Regions from separate parts of the Mus musculus genome. Here all the other regions are linked to region 2. The links are chromatin contacts, called in public HiCAR-type and promoter capture Hi-C maps. All regions are on one chromosome and are shown on one strand. Each heading gives the region's core, a stretch centred on a gene start, on an enhancer-like site or on the middle of the called end of the contact. The rest is flanking DNA. Distances are from core to core; before and after follow the strand shown.

Region 1 (3,441 bases), core at 340-2,839, 1.7 Mb after region 2:
TTTCAATCTCTGATTTTCTTTGTAGTCCATTACATTTTATTGTGTCTATTTGGACATGCTATCCTGAGAAGGGCCTGCAGGCTTCCTCGGGTAGCTAAAGAGATTCCTGGAATAAGGAAGGTAGAAAACTCTTGTCTAGAAGCCACAGGGCCTGAGCTCCAGCTTGGGGAGCCTGGTACTTCAACATAGACTTCCATATGCCCACAGGTTTGCTGGGGACTCTTATGCCAGCAAATGCTAGAAAGATAAGACAATAAAGACAGGAATGGCCATTGTGTCTACATAGTTTCCAAGATGGAGGAACTAAGTCCCGTAGTAGATAACCCCAGGCACCCAGAGATAGACCCACCTGCCAGGGGCCAAAGCTTGAACTACTTAAACTCATAGCAATGTCATCGTTTAAAAGAACTCCCTGGTCACCTGACCATCTGGAATAGGCCTGTTCTGATAATCTCCCCAGAGACCTCATATTTTCAAATCCTTTGTGTTGAATTGCATGTCTTCCTTTCCTGTCTTGTATCATCCTGGGAAGGCTATGCATATATTATTGCTCCATGAGAGAAGGGATGGAGTGCTTAGATGGGTTCTGCCTGGGCTTCTCCATAAATGTCCCCGTGTACACTTTGGTATTTTATTTGTATATTTTCTGAGATACTCAAGGCTTATGACCCTTAGAGACAAGAACTCCCACACTAGGACAGTCCCAAAGTGTTAATTATGCCCTAGCCAGCCACTTAGTGGCCCCAGTATGTGGTTCATACTGACTCCTGTCACCCAACACAGGCACTCCATGCCCACACTTACTTGGTAGTTGTTTGGATTCTCGTTTGTGTACAGAAGAAAGCGGGTATCAATGTCCTCTGGGGACCAAGGGAATATCTTCGAAGGCCGCTGAATCATCCCTGCCCAGGGCTTGTCATTGGAAAAGCATCCAAGGTGTCCATAGCAAACCTCTTTCCCTGGAGGGGGCGGGGGGAGAACAAACCACAAACAGGACAGGCATAAGGTTCTGGGAAGGAGTAATATCATCTGTCACAGGAAGGGTTTCCAGGTGGACCCTGGATCTTCTGCACTTGTAAGAGCTGTTGGGTGCTGGACACATCTAACACATACACACTTCCAGGTTTCTTTCTCAGACACTCTACCCTGAGGGTCCTAGGTTTGTCCTTCAATGGCATGTTTAGTAAGCACCCTTGCCCACAGGCAAAACTCAAAGCACATCCACCTATGATAAAATAGCACAGGAAGCTGCCAGGCAGCTCAGTGCAAGTCACACAGTTCTTCACGTTAAGTACTTACTACTTAGCATGAACTAATTACTACTTAAACATTAAGTTCTTACTAAGCATGACATGCCATTTATCCATCTCAGTCTCCATGATATCAAGCTCAGGACATCATCTTTCCTCTAGAGGGATGGTGACAGCATCCTCACCTCCGACTGTGGCCAGCAGAAGGCTGACGAGCCAGCAGAGCAACATCTGCACGGATGGAAACAGACATCCACGGACATCCATAGGCATAGGATAGGGATGAGGCCAGCAGAGGCTGGACCCAAAGAGGCAGTTGGTTCTGGAGTGCACTGGGGAATGTGAACAACTAGAAGACCGGCAGCCTGTGTAGGTGGGGCTGTCCCGGGTGGGCGGTACGGGAGGCTGTGTAGGTGGGGCTATCCCCAGTGGGCGGGACCGGATGCTGAGGCCTCCCAGAGTTTAATGATCGTGGCAGCACCACCCTGGGACCTTCCGGCTCAAAGTCTTCTCCTGAAGTCACCTCCCCTTTTGGCCCTAAGCCCAGCTTCTCTCCTTGTTCAGGTGTCACTATGATTTACTGTGGTACACTGGGATGTATAGTTATGACCAGAGGCCATGACCCTTTATAAACAAGTTTTCTTTTTTGAACTCCATTGAAGAAATAACAGGGCAGGAGAGATAAAGCTGCACATGAGTGCTCTGAACCCCAGTTATCATAAACAATGAAAAGGAGTATTTGTGAAGATACACAACTTGGTCACTTGAGGGGTGGAACAGGTGGGCAGCAGTCCTCAGCCTCAGTGAACTCAGAAAGAGGCTGGAAAGGCACAGAGGGTACAGAAGGAGATAGCCATACCAGTGACTTTGTTTCCAACCAGGTTTGTTTAGAAACAATCTTTGCCATTTGCAAAGCACCTGTGGTACTTTGACCTGGAGATAAGAAGTGGAAATGTTTTCTTTCCTTCAGAGCTAAGAAGCCGTCCTGAGTGAGTAGCCAGGTGCCACCCTGCCGTGTTTCAAGTTGGCATTGCGTGGACACACTGAAGGATATACAGTGGGAAAGTATCCAAGTTGGCATTTCCTAGCTTTAACAGCCCTCAGATGTTCTCCGCTTGCCCAGGCTTCACTAAGCTAGGCAGCCCATCTGGTACTGAGGCTGTGGTCAACTCAATGCCCTTGATTCCAGTCTCTGACCAAGGGGGACAGACATCACTGAAGGGTCGCGGATAGCTGCTGAGACAGCACAGGTAGCTGTGTGGCTTTCTACAGAGTGCCTTGGCATCAGCAGTCCTCCCCCCCACCCCCACCTCTTCTGAATACGTGAGCAACTCCTAGGCCTGGTTGAGTGTGACCATGGCTCCAGCTACAGATCAGTCAAAGAATCAAGGGAAACATCTCCATAGAGAACAGTGGTGGCTCTCCTGGCACACACTGCTCTGAGGGAGAGCTAGACACCAGAGTTACAGTTCCTGTAATGTGAGAAGTCTTTCTTGTTATTCCCAGGTTCCAGGTTTTGTTCCGAAGGCCAAGGATAGGACATGGTCATCCTCACTTCCAGAAGTCCGATAAAACAGATTTATGCCATGTGAGGAAACACTTTCCAAAGGCTAAACTCACTAGAAAACTGCTCAGGGGTTTTGTGCTACATCCACTCCAGTAGTGACAAGTGCAACAGGCCCCAAAAACCTGGGCACTGTCCCAAGGCGAAAAGTTCACGGAAAATTAGTCTCCTGGAATCGTGGCATCCTGTATAAAGAATGCTCCAATGTCCTTGCTTTAGTTGGTAAACAGATCTGTGTGCTTTCCCTTAATATTGCTTTATCACAAGTGCTCCTAAGGATTGATTTTTTTTGACATATAGCTAAGTTAGATTCTAGGCAGTCCTTGATCCGACCTTGGACATGGATAGCTAAGTCACTGCCCTACACAGGAATTTATCATTATCTAGGAAGAAGGAAGTTTGTGATCTAAGAAGGAACCAGAGTAGATACTTAGAACTATAGATAGCTGAGTTACACCCATACACAAGTATTTACTATGGCCTAGGGGGAAGGTGGACTATACAATAGACTAGAATAGGAACTATGGCAAGGGCACAAAGCCCTTGCCCCTGGTTTCTAAGATTAAGTGGACCTTAGGTGCTTTTTGATCCCAGTTGTTAACACTGAATTTTATCTCATTTGGTTCC
Region 2 (3,913 bases), core at 349-2,848:
CACACGTGAACTACTTACCACTCTGACTTTCATACTGGTTTCTGCTACATGTATTATCGCTCAGAGAGTGTGGGTGTAGAGTGGAAATAGCACAATAATGGGTAGCTTTTGTGCTATAACTGACTTTTCTTCTTGTGTGAGTGACTCACTGGAATTTCAAGAGTGGAATGACTTGTTAAAGCTTTCTAGTAGAACTGAGATATCTGAAGCCCCAGAGGCTAAAGTAGGGCTTACCAGAGAGGACTAGACATTGAAACTCAGCCTCCTTCAGAAGCCCTGGCTTCTGAACAGGGTGGTTACAAAGCCCCTTTCCTGACAGACCTCTCACTGTGCAGCTTAACTTATATTTCAGTGACAACTTCATGCTACTAAAGATCTTATGAAACTTAACCTTTTCAAATGTCACCTTTGTTATTCTTTCTGAAACCCTGCAACCGCTAGTACGTAAAAAAGAAAAAAATATCTAAACCGACATAGGAAGGGCTTTTATTCTAGGAGGACAAGAAAGTCAGGAACTCAACAATCTCTGCTAGGACAGGTGGCGCCTTGGGTTGCTGTAGCGACAAAGAGAAATGAGCAAAGAGTGGCAGGGTTCAGATATTGGGGTGAATTTATAGAGCACAAACTGGCCTGATGGCTGCGTTTTTCTGAGCTAGGGAGGTAAATGATGGCACGGTCCCTGGTGATGATCCATATCGGAGCCAAAGTCACCCTTCAATCTCCATCCTGCACTTCTTTTTTTTTTTTTGCTCCAGGGAGCAAGCCTCAGATCCACAGAGCTGCAGTAATTTCGATTGTCGCGAGCCCCCTTGCGCCGTACCCACACAGCACTGGGGAGCTGCCCGTGGTGCTGATTTTTTCCCTTTGAGAGGAAACTCTGGCCACCACACCTGCAAAAGGCTCAAAGGATACACTGGAGTGCTAGAGCCCTAAAATCCCTGACCAGCGACAGGTGCAGCATAACAAAGCTCTGCTAGACCCCAAACTCTAGCGACTCTGTCAGCTGCAGTTGGAGCTCTGCAGGATCTGGAGCTGTCCTGTGAGGACTTCCCTTCACTCCCTAGTTTATCTACATTTCCCTATTTCCAAATCCTCTCAGCCTTTGGAGACTACACCTGGTGGACATCACAAATTGGCGCTTCCCGCACCTCCTCTGTCATCCCCTGGGACACGCCCCTCTGGAACAGCTTCTCCAGGGGCACTGCACACTTCCGAAGTGGAGATCACCCTGGAGCGTGGGGCCCAGGTTCCTGGCCCCACCCCCTTTCTTGCTTATTCCTACTACACATGCTGCTCCTCTTAAGCACAGAGTTGGGCAGTAAGCTCCGCCCCCATCTTCCATTGAAGGGAGAGCTGAAGTCAGGAAGAGGTGGAGGGGAGGAGCTCCCAGACCCCTCACAAGCTGCTGACCCACTGGGAACTACTGAATCCGTTAGTAGAAGAGAGCAACCCGAGCGAGCGTCCATTGTTGGCTGAGGACCCCTGAGGAACAGCAGGCGGTCTGCTCCCGCCTTTGAGAGCCTTTTCCCGCCAGCCAAGCCTGCTCACAGGTAGGGCCAGCTCCCCGGTCTGCCTTCCGGGGACCGCGAGAGCTATCCACGAATAGGAGCTGTTTAAAGAACCTGTGTTAGGCTTATTTTTATAGAACTGGAAGGACAACATTCATTGCGCTTGATGTTCTGGGTCTTGTGTCCAAGAGAGGAGTTGGGTGGTGGGAAAAGGTACACGAGGGAAGATGGAAAGTGACAACTTTGATTACCTTTGAACAGGTAGCCATGACCTCACTGTCCACTGAGACCACTGGAGACCCCGATTTGTCTTCTGGGCTGTTGCCAGCTAGCTCGACTCCAGCCAACCAGAGCGCAGAGGCCTCGGAGGGCAACCTGTCTGCAACGGTTCCCCGAGCTGCAGCAGTCACGCCGTTCCAGAGCCTGCAGCTGGTGCACCAGCTGAAGGGGTTGATCGTGATGCTGTACAGCATCGTGGTGGTCGTGGGTCTGGTGGGCAACTGCCTGCTTGTGCTGGTGATCGCGCGCGTGCGCCGGCTGCACAACGTGACCAACTTCCTCATTGGCAACCTGGCCTTGTCCGACGTGCTCATGTGTGCCGCCTGTGTGCCTCTCACGCTAGCTTATGCCTTTGAACCTCGGGGCTGGGTGTTCGGTGGAGGCCTGTGTCATCTGGTTTTCTTCCTGCAGCCGGTCACCGTCTATGTATCGGTGTTCACACTCACCACAATCGCCTTGGACCGCTATGTGGTTCTGGTGCACCCGCTACGTCGGCGCATTTCACTGAGGCTCAGCGCCTACGCGGTGCTGGGCATCTGGGCTCTATCTGCAGTGCTGGCGCTGCCGGCCGCGGTGCACACCTACCATGTGGAGCTCAAGCCCCACGACGTGAGCCTCTGCGAGGAGTTCTGGGGCTCGCAGGAGCGCCAACGCCAGATCTACGCCTGGGGGCTGCTTCTGGGCACCTATTTGCTCCCCCTGCTGGCCATCCTCCTGTCTTACGTACGGGTGTCAGTGAAGCTGAGGAACCGCGTGGTGCCTGGCAGCGTGACCCAGAGTCAAGCTGACTGGGACCGAGCGCGTCGCCGCCGCACTTTCTGTCTGCTGGTGGTGGTGGTGGTAGTGTTCGCGGTCTGCTGGCTGCCGCTGCACATTTTCAACCTATTGCGAGACCTGGACCCGCGTGCCATCGACCCCTACGCCTTCGGGCTGGTGCAGCTACTCTGCCACTGGCTTGCTATGAGCTCCGCCTGCTACAACCCCTTCATCTATGCATGGCTGCACGACAGCTTTCGAGAGGAGCTGCGCAAGATGCTGCTGTCCTGGCCCCGCAAGATTGTGCCTCATGGCCAGAACATGACTGTCAGCGTGGTCATCTGATGTCGCTCTGCCAGGTCCGAGCTGGGGAAATTCATATCCCTTAGCCCCAGAGGTCGTCGTGAGATCTTATTCCCAGCACCAAAGTTAAGCCAACACATGCGAATTCCCACCCAGCCCTTTTGATTTGTCTGGTTTTTGTGTTTCTGTGAAATGTTAGGTGGGCTTTGGAGCAGAAGAGCCTGGGGAGAGAGAGAGAAGCAGATTTATCAGGTCTACCCCTGAAAGCAAAACAGCTATTTTTCTGGGTTCAGAAAAATAAATCAGTAGCAGGTCTTTCTTTCTCTCTTTCTTTCTTTCTTTCTTTCTTTCTTTCTTTCTTTCTTTCTTTCTTTCTTTCTTTCTTTTTTTCTTTGCGTACACTGTGGGTGGAATTTAAATGTGGTGTTGGAGTTGGTGAAGATTTTCACTTTACCTTTTTAAAAGGCCCCAGCTGAGATATAATGACTGTTTTGTCTACCTGAGCCTTGGATTCACTTTGATTTCAGATCATACTATGATCCCAAATCAATATCCAGGTTTTTAACATTTCCTGAGTAAGATCTTTATGTTCCAAAAAGATTTTCATTTTAAAATCATTTGGATTTATAGAACAAATCCAGTTTCAGGTTACATTTCAGGAGGTGTTATTCTTGTCTTCTTTCCAACTCCTCAGCTACCATATTGAAAGGATAAAGGAAGCAGGTCAGTAAGTAGACAGCTCACCTAGCCCTGGGTTCAAGTCTTGCACAACAGGGTGTGCATGTCTGTGAGCCCATGACCCAAGAAATGGAGGAAAAGGGATCAGTTCATGATCATCCTGGGCTACATAGGGAATCTGAGACCAGCCTGGGCTACATGAGAGGAATCAATCACTATAGAGACAGGCAAATGGGAAGATGTGGTTCTCTTAAGGACACATGTACCTGTCCATGAGGACAGACATCATATGTGTGTGTGCACACACACACAAGCAGTGTTTACCACCAGAAAGAAATGCTCAGTGTAAACTGTGTGCCATAGCATTCTCCTGCATCCTCTAATTGCTG
Region 3 (3,904 bases), core at 1,237-3,736, 1.3 Mb after region 2:
TCAAAGCAGGGAGTAGCTGGGAACTAAGTCAGAGCCGACCTGGAATACTGACTTCTGAGGTTAGCCAGAGAGAAGTTCAAATTCTGTATTCACTAATCTGAGGTTTGGACAAGTAATTGAAAGTAATTTGACAAGAACTGAGTCCTCTACTCATTTAGCTCTAAACTGGGATGTTACCTTCCCAAGAAAGGGGTTAAGAATATTAAATGTATTTAGACACCCAATATGGGAGTGCTCAAAACAAACAATCAGCTGCTCCAGGGTTCAAATGAAGGGGCAGGGCCAGCTCCCAAGAAATCTGAAATGGTGAGCTGGCCACTTTTATTTTTTAAAAAGACTTCCTTCCAGGCCTTTGACTTCTCGTGTAGTAGGTGTCCTCCCGGTAACTAGGAGGCTGCAGAGTCCCAAGGCCTAGGGGCCTGAACCATCTAAGATGGTCGATTTCTATCTGGACTGTTGTTGGGGTCTCAATAATTCTTCAAGGTTTTTAAAGTCAGAGTGGGGACTCCCACTTGCCGCTAAGCAGGAGTCCGGACACTTCACGCAGGTTATTCCGTTCTGCCTACCGCCTGGTGTGTGTGTGTGTGTGTGTGTGTGTGTGTGTGTGTGTGTGTGTGTTTGGGCTGGAATTCCGGACCTGCACCCGGAGCAGTACTCCCGACGGATCTCAGCAAGGGCACCCATCCGAAGCCTCAGGAATCCTCCTTCACAGGTGTAGTCGTTGGGGCCAAGGCAGTGGGCGTACCGCACTTCTCCAGTCGGCCGGCTAGCTCGCCAAGGAGAGACCCTTTTCTTCTTTCCGCTTCCTTGCGTTCCTGTGGGGTAGAAGTTCTAGGCACTTGCGGGCCGGGTCTCACAGAGGCGTCCCGCCTGAGGACAGCTCCCGCAGAGATCTATATCTTTGGGCTCTCAATCTGTCCCCGGGATACTCCCCGCTCAGTGAACATCACTCAACATAATCACCCCAAGTATCCCCAATCATATAAAGTCAACTCCCCAAGGTCTGCCTGAGTGCCACAGAAACCTTGGGAACAGACCAAACGCGATTGCTCCTAAGAGACCGGCCGGAGGTGGCTTGGAGAGGAGCGTTGTTACCCGGCTCGGCCCACCCCCTCCACGTTCAGCAGTCTCGAGGGACCGCGGTGGTGGCCGGGAGGTGACAGCCGGACTGTGGGGCGGGCGCAGAGCCCCTCGGAGGCCGCCACACACACTCGCTGTCCTCCCCACTCACTTTGTGCCTCCCACCCTCTCGCCCAGACCCCCGCCCCTCCCCCGCCCGCCTCCGCCCCATTCTTGGAATTGTGTGGAAAAATTCTCAGCCAAACCTCCCACCTCTCCTCGCCTCCCCCCCCCCACTCCCTTTTAAAAACCCCCTTTCCTCCGCGGCCCCTGCACTCTTTGTGAATGAGGGCCGGGAACACGGCCCTTCCCCCGCCCAGGAGCCACGCCAGACCGCCGCACTCAGAGGACTGTTTGTTAATAGTCCAATTAGATAATTGCCATCTTTCACTCCTTTTGCTCCGCATTTCCCATAAAGGAATGAATGGGGAGAGCGGCGTGGAGAGGGCTTCTGCCCCGGCAAGGTGACGAGAAGGGCTGGAGCAAGCTCCTTGCACAAGGCCATGCGCTTGAATTGAATCATTGTGGCCTAATCAATGCTGTTATTGGATTACTGGCTGTTGCTTTTCTCAAAGACATTGTAGCAAGACAATGAAATAGCTAGGGGGAAACTTTTTTTTTGAAGCAGATCTCACAGTTGAGATTTTTTGCTCTCTCTCTCTCTCTCTCTCTCTCTCTCTCTCTCTCTCTCGTATTCCTCCCTCCCTCTACCCCCCCCCCCCCACTCTGAGTACAAAGCTGCCCTTTGAATGGGCTGCCTCAGGGCCGCTGGAGGTGCAGGCATGAAAAAAATCCAACTGGGGCTACAGGAAGAGGGGCGGCAGTTTAAGATGGCTGTCAACGTCGAGGTGTGTTAAGGAGTCGCTTGGGGAGAAAGCTTGGCTTTTTTGGAGTGTGGGGGAGAGACTTTAGGGGGAAACTTTTCTCCTCCCCCCTTCTTTCCCCACCCAGAGGCAACTGCTTTCTATAGCTACAGGGACTGAGGGGGTAACCCCCCCCCATCTGGCTCTATCTGGAGAGTCTAGAGGAACCCCCCTTTAGCCAGTATGTGAGCAGGACGGTCAAAGGCAAAGAGAAAGTTAATAATGCCTGCTAATGGTGTTAGCAATTCAGGATGAATCTTGTCAAAAGTTTTTCTGGAAGTGTGGGTCTTTGATTGTGTTTCCCGAAAGCAAGACCAATCATTTCCGTTTATTCACTGGCTAAACCCCTACTTGATTGGGGACAAGGACAGAAACCATCCATTACGATCTGATATATTATCCAAACAATTTAGTGTATTCGTGAGGTAACTGAAACGTGGGGGCTGCGAAATTACCCGTAATCAATTGCAACAGCGAGTGTGCGTCCCCCCCGGGTGTCGGACAACCACAACTCGGCCGTCTCAGTAACAGGCGGAGCCGCAGCGTTTCGGAGTTGCGCTGTTCGCTACCTGATCGCCAGGCTGGGGACACTGGACGTGCTCAAAGGACGCGGGCGCTGACGAGGCGGCCTCGCCACCGGGATCCTGGACAAGACCCGCCGCCTCTCTACCAGCGCGCCACTCTCCTGTCTGCGCTGACCCTCCGCGGCCGCCGAAGCCACCCCGCGGGGACATTCATTCTGGCGGGCGACCGAGCTTAGGTGCTGCGTTGTAGGGGTTTTGTCCCCTTTTGCTTCTTCTTTTCCCACCCTCCTTCTTTTCTGTGTTTTTTTGTTTTTGTTGTTGTTTTCTTTCTTTCTTTCTTTTTGCCTATGTTCGGGAAACCAGACAAAATGGACGTCCGGTGCCACTCGGACACCGAGGCCGCCAGGGTCTCGAAGAACGCGCACAAGGAGAGCCGGGAGATCAAGGGCGCCGAGGGGAGCCTTCCGGCCGCCTTCCTCAAGGAGCCGCAGGGCGCCTTTTCCGGGTCTGGCGCTTCGGAAGATTGTAACAAAAGTAAATCCAATTCCTCAGCGGACCCAGATTACTGTCGCCGGATCCTAGTCCGAGGTAGGGATGGGCAGGGCTTTGGAACGCGTTCTTTTCGGGGTAATTCCCCTGCCGCAGCTTCGCGTCGCTGCTTAGGGCTGGCGAGGACTTGGGAGAAAGTTGTTGTTGGCCCTTTTCTTTCTTGGGTCCGGTCGGTCGCGGGGACCTGTGCCTGGGGCTCCTCTCAAAGCGCTCTTTCTGGGCCCTAGCAGTCCGGAGGGGCCCCGCAGCACGGTTGCGGGAAGGAATCCAGACCGTGACTGTGGACCGGCCACCAAGCTGGGGCTCGGACCCAGCTCCTCCAGGGGAACGTGCGCGCGTCCTCCGGCCTGCAGGCGTGTGTGCCATGGAGGGCAGAGCGCACCCGATGGAGCAGTGGGCTAGGACCCGTAGCCTCCCGCCGCTGGCCAGAGCCAGCCAGTTAGCTGGTAGGGCTGAGGGCCCTGGCGCTGCGCTCCTGGCCTGGCTGCAGTGGCCTAGAGAGATCGCCGACCTGCGTCGCAGGTCTGCGAATGCCGCCTCTTTGCTTCGCTCGTCCTCGCTCAAGGAGCGGTGTGCGCTCCTCCCGGGCACTGGTGGCGCTGAGGCCCAGCTTCAGCCGGCGCCGCCCCCGCTAGCTGTTAGCCAGGCCCCGCAAGCCGACATTCAGTCCCTCCTCCTTCTGCTGTCTGGACTGAAGCGGGCCGGAGACCCGGGGTAAGGGTGGGGACCACAGGAGTGCAGGCTGCCCTGCAATCTGGGACCATACTGGGAGGTGGGGTTACCAGTAAGAGCCCCTTTGGGCTACTGGGGACTCGGATCACACACCAGAGGCCCCCTAGGCCGGAAGGA

Evidence for each region. Promoter capture Hi-C pulls out the DNA fragments that hold promoters and counts their contacts. HiCAR-type assays count read pairs that join an accessible place to other places.
Region 1: a contact with region 2 is called in a promoter capture Hi-C map of embryonic stem cells, with 11 times the contacts expected there. The contact joins the promoter of Pnliprp2 here to the promoter of Prlhr in region 2.
Region 3: a contact with region 2 is called in a HiCAR-type map of astrocytes, with 2.1 times the contacts expected there. The contact joins the promoter of Vax1 here to the promoter of Prlhr in region 2.

The regions. Positions count from the first base shown.
Region 1 is chr19:58,757,871-58,761,311 of GRCm38.p6, reverse strand. Pnliprp2 (pancreatic lipase-related protein 2) reads right to left here and starts at 1,589. Exons shown (of 12, transcript NM_011128.2): 1 at 1,436-1,589; 2 at 805-959. The coding sequence starts at 1,523.
Region 2 is chr19:60,465,989-60,469,901 of GRCm38.p6, reverse strand. Prlhr (prolactin releasing hormone receptor) reads left to right here and starts at 1,598. Exons shown (of 1, transcript NM_201615.2): 1 at 1,598-3,169. The coding sequence starts at 1,776. The coding sequence ends at 2,888.
Region 3 is chr19:59,168,979-59,172,882 of GRCm38.p6, reverse strand. Vax1 (ventral anterior homeobox 1) reads left to right here and starts at 2,486. Exons shown (of 3, transcript NM_009501.3): 1 at 2,486-3,094. The coding sequence starts at 2,854. 4930442E04Rik (RIKEN cDNA 4930442E04 gene) reads right to left here and starts at 1,102. Exons shown (of 2, transcript NR_167767.1): 1 at 638-1,102.